2 separate regions of the Muntiacus reevesi genome follow, and region 1 is linked to region 2. Evidence: chromatin contacts called from public Hi-C data. All regions are on one chromosome and are shown on one strand. The core of a region is the stretch at or near the end of the contact, and the rest is flanking DNA. Distances in the headings are between cores, read along the strand shown.

What was found. Hi-C and Micro-C count contacts between places; a contact is called where the count stands out from the background.
Region 1: a contact with region 2 is called in a Hi-C map of muscle, with 5 times the contacts expected there. The contact joins the promoter of NCOA7 here to the promoter of HINT3 in region 2. A contact is called at or near these places in 2 of 3 Hi-C or Micro-C datasets (blood and muscle).

The regions. Positions count from the first base shown.
Region 1 is chr19:24,127,240-24,133,001 of mMunRee1.1, forward strand. NCOA7 (nuclear receptor coactivator 7) reads right to left here and starts at 4,097. Exons shown (of 15, transcript XM_065911662.1): 1 at 3,614-4,097.
Region 2 is chr19:23,953,238-23,959,037 of mMunRee1.1, forward strand. HINT3 (histidine triad nucleotide binding protein 3) reads right to left here and starts at 2,175. Exons shown (of 5, transcript XM_065911622.1): 1 at 1,802-2,175. The coding sequence starts at 2,002.

The sequences.
Region 1 (5,762 bases), core at 2,847-5,346, 180 kb after region 2:
TAAAACAGGAAACTCTATTAGGTAAAAAAATCAGAATAAGAAAAAAAGGTAGAACAGAAACTCAAGACCAAAGGGAGAGTTGGATCATCAATATTAGCTCATAGGTTTTTATAGGGTTATTAAAATTAAGTTGCAAATTTGACTCTGCGGTTCCTAGTGGCAAAGCAGAAAGGGAAACTTAACCGAATTCTAGTTCTGCATGATGAAAAGAAAAAAGGACACTCAATAACTATTCAGGGGAGGTAAAGCTTTTCTTTGGCATTTAGAGTTGAATGAAATTTCTTGCATGAGTCTTCAATAGGGCCTGTAGAATGAACTATGATCTTAATAACCACATCTCTTAAGTAACTTAACAGTAGGTTTCTTGTGACTGTCTTTATTAATAAAACGCTTCCTTGTGAGCACAATTTGAGGGGAGGACTGCAAAGAATGCAAAACAAAGTAGACAAAGTACACAGTTTCTGAAGATCTGGCCTAACACCTAGAACTGGAGGAGAATGGGTGGACATCATAGCCTTTGTTTAGCCAACTCTCTATATAAACATTTCTCTCCTATAAGCTTCTGATCAAATTTATGAGCAGACAAGTCATAGTCCCTGGCATTCTATACCACCATTAAAGGGAGATTAGCATACAACAATTATTCATCATCCACTAGTTCTCCACATTTGAAACTCAAGGTTATATAAAATTTCTTTTCTCCACTTTTTCTGCAACTATAACAATGTTCGTTCTAACACAGGTGAATTGAGCGGATGTTACCGGATGTAAATAATAACAAAATTATGGATTGGGATTTTTTTTTAAAAAAAGGACACTAAGAACATTTAGTGGGCTTCCCAGCAGACGCTACTGATAAAAAACCCGTTTGCCAATGCAGGTGGCAAAGGAGATGCGGGTTCCATCTCTGGGTTGTGAAGAGCTCCTGAAGGAGGGCATAGCAACCCACTGCAGTATTCTTGCCTGGAGAATCCCATGGACAGAGGAGCCTGGAGGGCTACAGTCCATGGGATCGCAAAGAGTTGGATACAACTGAAGCTACTTAGGACGCACACATGCAAGCGACATTTAGCAAGGAAGGGATAGGGGTTTTAGTAATAAAACCTTAGGAAAGATATAGAAAAATAAGATAGAGTAAATCAGGTTTTAGGACTGAATTCCAGCCGTGCATGTGGAGGCAAGGTGCTCAGTGGCTCAGTGGCAAGTGGCTCAGAGGTCAGGACCCAGGTAGTGAGTCATTCAATTGCAGAGATATTGTGGGATGCAGGTCTCCGAGAGAAAAATGCCTCTTTCATTCTGACAACAGGAACTGATTCCAAGGCCAAGAGTGCCAGCACAATCAAGCTATCTGCAACAAAGTGAGTTTAATGTAACTGCCGGGGAGGGTTCTTTTAAGAAGTTTAGAATGAGCAAAGAAGAATGATGTAAATTAACTGCTCAATATCTCTGACTACACAATTAACATGCATAAAATGTAGCTATCTTTACATCATGGGAGAATTTTTGCTCTGTTCAAATAAATCATAACGTATTTTTCAGAAGCATCCTCCTACTGTTGATTTGCCCAATCTTGCCACCTTTTACATAAAAGTGTTATTTCCTCACCATCTAGGAAGAGCCCAAGCAGGCTGGAGGAGCAATAGTAAAAAACTAGGGCTTACCACACTTTTGTGGAAATAAGTCTTTGGGGTAATATGTAATAAGGATGGTGAAGAGTATTAAAATGATAAAAAAGGAAAGTAAGAAAAAGGAAAGATAATAAGTGACTGGATCATTCCCAGATAATTTTGTTAAACAAAGTGAAAAAAGGTTAATACTGACTCATAAAACTTACATAATGGAAAAATAAAAACAAAACTGGAAATACCACAGTGCAAAAATAAAGCAAGTGAAATGTAATGCAGTTATCCTTGATTATTTCAAGATAACATAAAATTAAAAAGGAGAAAGGAACAAGCCTTCCAAACCCTTGATTTCACAACCACGTTGGTTGTCAAACTTGAAAACTGATATGTTTATATACTGAGGGAAACCCATATTGTTGAAAATGTGTATCTATATCGTGTTTTTTGAATCATTTAGGAATCACATACTCTTCTAAATGTTTTATTTTCACCTTTACCTGTAATAAATACATTATAATTAAGTCAACCACAACAACTCAACCCTAAAATAAGTTAATATGTCACTTATTAACCAAATCATTGTTACTCTTGGAGTAACCTGAAATTTCCTTTAAACAAGTTGCACTTTTTAACTGTGTTTTAAATTAAAACAGGTTTGATTATCCATTAGAAAAAAAATGCAACCTTAAAAATGAAATTAACTTATATTAGCAGTTGGAGAGAATTATCTTATGTAACAACACATTAAAGAAGGAAAACATGTGGTCCTAAAAATGTCAAAATTCAACTTAAATACTGAGATAACTGATTTTGACTATTTATGCAAAGAAGTAATTTTTAAAATACAGTTAAACTTCAACCACCATGGAGTAAACAAGATGTTTTAATCCTAAACTGTCTTTAGATGAAGCCTGAAACACAGCTCATTCAACAAATAACCCATGAGCACCTATTATGCATCAGACCAGGGGATTAGGAGACTGAACAAGGGGAAGTCTCTGTCCTCCTGGCGCTCTCAACCTTAATACGTTAATAAAATTGGAGCGTACAATGATCCATTTTCCCAGACTCTAAACTTTACTGCTTAATACGAAATTTAAAAATGATAGCCTATGAAGAGATAATCTTGCCAAAAGGTTGTCGTTCGTTCTGATGTACGAACTTTACACATGGGAGAGAAGAAACAATTTATAGCCAGTTTCTCAAAAGTACAACCCGTATTAACATCTAGCTGGAAGCTAGGCTGAGCCCAAGGCTGCCTCTGCTGGCCGACTCCGAGCATCCTTCCAGCAGATTCTAAACTCCCTACACCTGTATCAAACTTGCCATGCTCCCAAACACATCCCTTCACGAAAGCTGCAGGCTCGCTCCCAGGTAGACAGCACGAGAATTCCCCAGCCTCATCTAGCTTCTGAATATCTGATTTCTAAAGGGGCCTTCTCCAACTGGCCCTAAATGACTGACTTTAAGAATCTGAGACGTCACTTTCACGTATCAACCAGCTAGCTCCGAAATACACCAAAATCCAGAGTGATTTGTACCTGCCGCTAAATAACTCTTTGCGTGGCTGCACATTGGGAGAAAACAGGAAGAAGGCATCTGTCCATCAGGCCGAAAAAATACGGTGACATTTATCCACCTGAGTTGCAGAAAATTCGGCGGTGCCCTCACTCTCCATCCCCCAATAATCCTCACACCAGTCCATCCTCCCCGCCCCTGCAAGCAGCGCGGGCCCCTCCGGGCCCAGGGGCTGGACGGGGAAGGGTCACGCTCTCCTTCGCCACCGCTCGGCCTCCCGAGCTCAAGAGGAGGCTGTCAGGTTAACAGGGGGGGTGCTGCGCCCAGCGCCATTAGAACACCTCCGAGCGCCGCACCGAGCTCCGGCGGGAGGCAAGTTTCGCGGGTCCCGGCCCCGGCCCCCCGCCCCTCCCCAGCGGCAGCATCAGCCGCGGGTGGCGGCCAGGGCTGGTCCCCGCCTAGCCACCTACCTACTACAGGGCGGGGGCGCCGGCTCCTCGGGTCCCGGAGAAGGGCGTCGGGAGCTCGCATTTCTGGGAGCGGTGGCCTCTGCCGCTGGGCGCGGGGGAGCGCATCCTCCGGGGTGGGTGGGAGGAGGGGTCGGGGGAGGACCGCGCGGTGACGCGGAGCCGGGGCAGGAGGGAGGAGCGCCCAGGCGCGCGCCCCGCGGGACCGGCGTCCCGTGCTAGTGGACGGACGCGGCGGCCGCCGCCGGGACTCCTCAGGCCTCTCCCCTTCGCCCGGCGCCTAGCCAACCCTGCGGGTACGCCCGCGGGTCAGGACATCGGCCGCGACAGGCTGCCGGGCCCGGCCGGAGGCGGGGAGCCGCGGGTGGCGCGACGCGGTGCAGACGCCCGCCTCTAGCTCCGCCCGGCCCGCGCCACGCTCGGCGCCCCTCCGCCGCGGCGGGGGCCGGGGAGCTCGGCGGTTCGGCTCGGCCGCTCGGGCTGCAGCTGCTGCATCCTCCCCGCCCCGGCGATCTCGGGGATGGGAGGCTGGGGGCACCCGCGACGGCTGGCAGCCTCGGCGGCCCCGGCGCAGCCCCAGCCCCGGCCCGGCGGAGCCCCAGCCCCGGCCCGGCGACTCCGCCCCGGAGACCTGCGTGCGCGGCCTCCGCAGGCCGCGGCCCTTTGTGACGCCTCCCGGGAGCGAGCTCGAGGCGCTTCGCGCGGCCGGCCGGCCGGCTGCGGGACCTAAGGAGGTCTTCTTACCTCGCCCAGGCTGGCCGCCACTCTTAGAGTGAATACGGCTCTGAGAGCAGAGCTCGAGTTCGGGTCTCCCCGCGCTTCAAAGCCTTGAGGTTCCTTGTAGCTCGGGGACCGCTGGTCACAATAAATTCATCCTCTGTCCTTTCCGGCGTTGTGTTTCGCATAGGGGCCCCCGTGTCCTCCCCCTTCCGCTCCCATCCTCTGCACAGCATCCAGGGTGCTGCCACGTTGCTATCATTGCAGCAGTGGGGACCGAGCAATTGAGCCCTCCAGGCTGACTCTTGGCACAGACCCGGGGGAGCCTGGGTTGGGAAGCTTGGCATCAGCTGCGGGCCGGTGCCTGTGAGCTTCCCATCCCCGCTGGGCAGCTGTTCCTTCTAAGGTCCCATGACAAGCACCGCAAGATGACTGGGAGGATTTGGCCTTGAAGTTGACCCTTACGTAAGGAAAAGACTTAATGGAGCCTGCAGCTGGTGCGATAACATTGGTGTGTCAGAGGCCTGACACACAGGCCCAAGAGATAGCGGCCTCCTCTGGCTTCTTGTTGCTGCTTATGCTGTAACAGCCTCTCCTGGAAGACAAGCGAAGCATTTCACAGAGATGGTTTGGAATTTCAGTTGCAAATGGTCGCCTTATACTGTCTTGCAAAATACGGAATAATTACCCAATTCTGCACTGAGCATGTATAAAACTGGACCTCGGGTCTACATCGTTTTGGTTTGAATGTGAGGAATTGGAGATTTTCCTCTTTTTTTTTTTTTTTTTCTTTAGGCATTATGTTATTTGTAAACGATTTCCAAAGGAAAACAAGGCTCCTGCAATTTAAAGAGCGGATTTCATTGAATCAGAAGAACGTGGTTTGGGACCTCCAGAGAAACGGAGAGGCTCTCACACTTCTTTGATGTTTTTGAAATCTAAGATTAATGTAAAAACTGGCAAAGACACGTTCCATAGCAGTACAAGCTGTGATAAAATCGTGATAAAATTTTTGAGATGAATTCTTCTGGGTAAGTAGACATCCAGCGGGGTAGGAGCTGCGTTGTGCATGGGTCAGGAAACACAGGCCACAAGACTTGGTCACATCCGGAGACTCTGATTTGATCTACAGGCCGATTTTCTTTTCAAAAGTACCTGTTATTATTCATGATGTTTTTCACCATATTCAGAACGACTTGACTAACATTTGTATATATGTGGTGAATAAGTCAAAGAATGAAGTCATCCAGTGAGGTTTGGCAGTTGCTTACTCTTAACAACATGTGTAAAGAGAGGTCTGCTTTAGATTGTAGTTTGTGCAGGAAATGTCCCTTGAGTGCAATTCTGGACTGTTTCCATCCTTCCACCAAGAGTCCCCTTTTGTTTTTCTCTCTATGGACCCCAGATTTTGTCAAGAAAAAATTTAAACAGTGAT
Region 2 (5,800 bases), core at 925-3,424:
TGGGGACAAAACCAGTTCTAATCTAAGTTGGCCTCTCTGCATGCATACAGGAGAGTCATCCAACCCAGATATGAGGATGAGGGAACGTGGATATTGCTACCAACCCCTATCTTCTCAACAAATTCCTTTCTCTTTGCTTTCCTAGCTTCCCCTCTGTTTCTCTGTCCCCTTTCCAGGTCTTCATCCTCCACCTCTCTTACGGTGGTAGTGTTCTTTAGAGTTCTGTGCAGGGATCCCTTCCCTACTCTACAAATATGTCCTAGGTGATCTTGTTAATTTCCCTCTTTTCAATTTCCACCTATAAGCTGGCAGTTCCTATCATCTGGGTTAGAGATGCAGACCTCAGCATTGTCAGACTCCTAATTATTCCTAAATTGATCTGCTTTTCTTCATCTCCATTACTACATCTTATGTCAGGCCATCATCAGGCTGGATTACCTCAACAGCTTCATAACCAATCTCCATGCCTCCAGCCTGGTCCTCTCCAAATCATTCTCCCCCAGGGTACCAGATGATCTTTCAAAGCTCAAACGTTTTCATGGAATTCCTCAACCCCTTTCTTCCAACCCAGCATGAACAGCAGCAATAAACGGTGGAGTTTCCTTCCCTTCACTCTACAAATAAAGCCCAAACTGCTTAATATGAAGTACAACAGCCTTAATAATTGGCCCTCGCTTACTTCTCCACCCTCATCTTTTACCACTCACCCTTTCAAACTCTATGTTCCAGTTAGATTGAATTTCTATTTGCCTGTGGCAGAGACCAAACCGCAGAAAGTTCTCTTGACCGAAGACATTCTTCTCTCCACCTCCTCACCTGATCATACTTATTTTTTCACGTCTTACTTCCTCTGGAAGGTCTTCCCTAACCCTTCAGATCTGGTCAGGTGCCCCTCCCACGGGCCTTGCAAAATACTGCAGGTGGTAAAACCATCTCACCGTAGCAAGGAGTACTATCAGCTGCCTCTGCTGTCTGTACTGACTCCACCCTTTAGATTATAAAATGTAAACAGGGACTACTAGCTTTTATTTACCTTGTTCACCACTGAATCTCCAACAGTGCTTAGAAGGAATTCAATTTACTTTTAACAAATGAATGATTACTACAAAACAAAAACACAGCCCAGAATCTTTGGAGCTCTTTCAAATGACTGTTTCTCTAAAGGCGAGTCAAGCTGGTAGACGAAAGTGCCTACCCGATATCTGTTTTAAAATATCTAAGCAGAGTCTAAATGCTCTGAAAATTTCCACATATCCCAACTGATAATAACACTTCTAAGGAACTGGACTCTTTAGTGGAAATCGGAATCTATTAACTAATAGCGTGACCACGGACCAGTTCTGCCAGCCTATTTTCAGTCGATCTAACAAATGGGCTTTTCACAATCACCATTACCTATCTTCCACTAGTTTGTTTTCAGTATCAGTATTTGCAGAATGTAAAGGCAGTGTCTAGAAAAGTGAGGTGGGGGGCGGGGCAGGGCGAGGTTCCTTTAATAAAATCAGAGGTCACTATTGTCTACCGACCACCTAGGCAGCTGCGGAGAGAGATTTTCTCTCTGCCTTTTCTCCCCTTAGAACAGTAAAGGAGGCCGGCGGCACTCCCGGCGCCTGGAGAAACCAGCCTGTCTGTATCACTAGGACACCCAGCCTCCCCCAGCTCCATTTACGCAGGACCGTCCCCACCGGATCCACGCCGGCGAGGTCCCCCTAAGCGGAGGCCCCCCTAAGCGGAGGCCCCCTAAGCGGAGCCCCCGGGGCGCTCCGGATCCACCCACGCCCGGGCGCGCGTCGCAGCCCACCTCACAGTGTAGGAGTTCGGTGCCGGGTTCCTGGTGCGCCGCGATCCGGCAGAACACGCACTTGCTACTGTAGTTCGCGAGCTCCGGGGACTCCGCGGCGACCGCGGGGGCCTCCCCTGGGGACCCCGCGGGCTGGGCAGCCGCCGCTGCCTCAGAGCGGGCACACGACTTCCCTAAATCGCATTCCTGCTCCTCCATCATCGCACCCGCTCTTCTGCGCCGCTGAGAGGCCTCTCCGGGACGACAGGGCCTCTTGCAGAGTTAGCCTCCTGTACCTCCTAGATTTTACCTCGAGGTGTCGCCCCTCGTCTGGCGCTGGGCCGGGCAGGGAGCTGGGCACAGCGCGGATTCAGGGCGACCGGAGCCGCAAGGCGACTCGCCGCGGAGCCGCAAAAGCCAGAGGCTGGCCTTCACGCTGACTGCCACGCGGGGGCGCGCAAGGACGCGACACGGAAGAGCAGCCGGCGGCGGCGGCAGTCGCCCATCCCCGTGCGTCTCGGTGGTAACGACGCAGGACTTCCGCCACAACGCCGGCTCGCGCCCCACGTCGCGATGACATCACGTTCGCGCTCTCCCCGGCAGGCCAAATGAATTTGTTGACAGTTCTGAACGTCTTCTCCCTGAAGCCGGTAACATAAAGTGCATCGAGTGTATAATGATGTCTTTAAAAAAAAAGTTTTAAAAAATTCGTAGGTTTTACGAGAAGGAACATTTCTAGAGCTGTTTTCTACACAGACTATATTTGATGCTTTGGGTATGCATTTTCAACCATGATCATTTTAGGCGATAGGCTCAAAATATCAAACAGAACTTCACACCTGTTTTTACCTTTTGTTATTATTGACAGCACCAGCTAGATCAAAATAGTGGGCTTTATCTCATTCTTCATACACAGGTAAATGCGGAATCCTGTAGTTTATAGTCTGACATATTCCAGAACTTCATAGAAATTCACAAGGAATTGACCTAGAAACTTAAAGAAACTGACGAGAAATTCAGGCAGGGCTTTCTTCTGAGTTGTGCTTCGGGAAAGAGTGAAAAATGAGTAACACATTCCCTTGCTGGCTCCCTGGGTTGGGAGGGGTGCACAGGTTGGTCCCTTGGATGAGGGTCAGGGCAGATCTGTGGGTCTATCTGGAAAGGTGGCTTAGGAGGCCTGCCCACCCATCCCCACACTCTTGAGGGTGCTGTGTGCAGGGATCATGAGTAATACCCTCTTATTGCTCAGGAGATGGCAGAAGTGGCATTTGGGTTTTTGGTTTTTATGTACCTTGTTGTTTATAATTTGCCCAGGCTGTACTTAAATTCAGTTCAGTCCCTGAGTCCTATCCAACTCTTTGTGACCCCCCCATCACCAACTCTCTGGAGCTTGCTCAAATCCTGCAGGCAGTTACTTTTAGTCCTTTAGTTTCTTTATATTCTGTTGCTCAAGGAGACATTTGTCCACATGCAAACACTGTAGCAAAGGGTCCCAAGTCCCCAGTCTGCCTCATTCTCCTGCTGTGAGCTTTTGCACCCCTTATTTTTAAGGGTTAAGGGGCTGAAGTTTTCCTCTTCTGAAGCATCTTCCTGCTGGACAGGGGTCTCAGACCCTAGCTTACACTAGAGGCATAGAAGTCCCTTGCTGACTGTTTCAAGCACATGTAGGGACCTGGGTCACCCTCTGCTGGAATGGATTGAAACCCTTGAGCCATAATGAGCCTTACTTGAAATTACTGGAGCCTAGAAGATACAAAGTTAACCAAAAGATTAACCAGACAAACCAAAAACCAAAAAGAGCAATAATAGCTACTAAGGGACCTAGAAATGGAAGGAACCAAGTTAACTTTGGGAGTAGGGCTCCTGTAACTGTTGACCAGACAGTGAGATTGTGTTGCTCTTGCCAAAGCTGTGAAGCCTTTCTGCATGGGCGAGTATTTCTTTAATATTAACATCCACCTGTCCTGTTGCATTGATCCAGGCATAGCAGGAAGTATTAGTTACCAAACAAACTCTGCCTTGTACTGCCAGAAAGTAACAAAGAGCCGGGCGATGATGAACAACTATATTAGCCAAAGAAACAAGAGCGGTCTTATGTCCCTTTAAGGCTTGTTCTATCAGTTTCATCACATAACCACACTGTCTGTCTGGGTGAAATTTCTCAGTGTTACTTCATGATAAGTTTTCACATAGAGTCACCAGTCCTATTGCTAGCCCTGCCCTATGCTAAGATTTTTCCTCTTGCTGTCTAGGTTCAAGGGTGAGCCAGCCTGGTCCTGTTACAGATAAAATCCCTCTTATCCCTATAGACCATACAGGACAGTCTCACACAAAGTGGACATCATCAGTGCATTTACAGGCCATAGGATGAAGGCCTTGGGAAAAGGGCAGGTCCTGGCCATAACTCCATAACATGATGTTTTGGGTATCTGCAGAGGAAAAGAAACCCTTCAGGGGGGCAGACCTGAATGTCTCATGGTTGTTCAGAGCTGATAGTCCTTGAAGGACATAGCTGTTGCTAGTACCTATGCAACTAGGAGACCACAAATCGTTATGTTGGTGATTTAGATTATATCATGTTATAAAGGTCTTCATGAAATGCTCGAGGGTGATCTGGTTGGTTTTGTCAGAGTTGACAACTGTAGGCCAGCTCACCCACAAGTGGGTTGAATTGGATTGACGAGGTGGATGAGATGTTTCTTTGAATGGTTCACACTCCCCTTCCATGTTGTTTAGGAAGACGGAGCCATAGTTTGAAACAGGACACTGGTGGGGGAGGTTGTAAGTACAGTTTCTCCCTACATAAGAGGCAGAATATCTAGTGTAATTCTGTTCCCAATTGCAGGGGGGCCGAGGGGGCAGGCATATGAAACAAGTGCCATTTGTGCAATTTAACCTAGCATGCGCGGTGCCTTGGGTCGTTGTATAGGGGATTCAGATTAAAGCATTGTAATAGCCCCCTGGAAAGTGCAAGCGTGACTAGCAGAGAGGAAAGGGGTGGCAGTTGCCCCTAATTTAGTTTGTTAATCAATGTTGGAACTGGCAGAATCAGGGGAAATGTAAGAGGAAGGCCAGTAGCCAGCCGGGAGGAGGGGGGTGCAGTGGGAGGGTGTTGATGGCATATCCAGCATTATTTTAAATGTTCCCTTTTGGACATGATTTTTGGAAAGTTTGGAAATGTTGCTAAGTAAGTGTTCTTGCTATTGTTCCCTGGCTACAAGGACTAGTAAGGCGCACACAGTCAATAGCAGAACATTTTTGGGATGGAGAATTTTCCCTTAAATTAAACCCAACATGGACAAGGGGGTTACTTCTCTGGCGAGGGTGGCCAAGAATAGGATGCAATCAACAGCACAAGAGCAAAAATGGCAAATAAGGAGGCCAACTCACCACACCGTTTTACTTATCTGTGGATCGTGCCTATGCTTGCAATAGGTTTTCCACTGGCTCACAGATGGATTGCTCTTCTCTAGTTGCTTGTGGGGTTTTTGGAGGTAATAGTTTTAGTCTAGACAAATGTACCCAACCAAATTTCCCTTGCAGTCTGACAGCAGTCGGGATGGCTAAAATTACCTCACAGGGGCCTTTCTATTTTGGTAATAGTTAGTCTTTGGGGGAACCTCTCTTTCCAGGTTTTAAGAAGAACCTGGTTCCCAGGGTTTATTTGTGAAGGAACTGCCCCTTCCCGTGTGTTTTTAGTGGGGGCTGGCAGTGCCTTGTGGGCATAGTCATAGATTGCCTTGTGAACTTGTCCTAGATTAGTAATATACCACACTGTCCAGCTCACTTCCTCATCTAGTACAGTGTCAGTAGTAAGAAAAGACCTCCCACTGGTCATTTCTGAGCTAAGCCTCCGACCACTCCTGGGGGCTACATGGACCCCAGGACTACAAAAGGAAGCAAGTGTCATGAGTCTCTTGGCAGAGCTTTGCTGAAATATGGTTCATTTTCTCCACCTTCCCTGAAGACTGGAGGTCTTCAAGTATGGAGGCCAAGAATTACATAGCTTGTAATCAATCC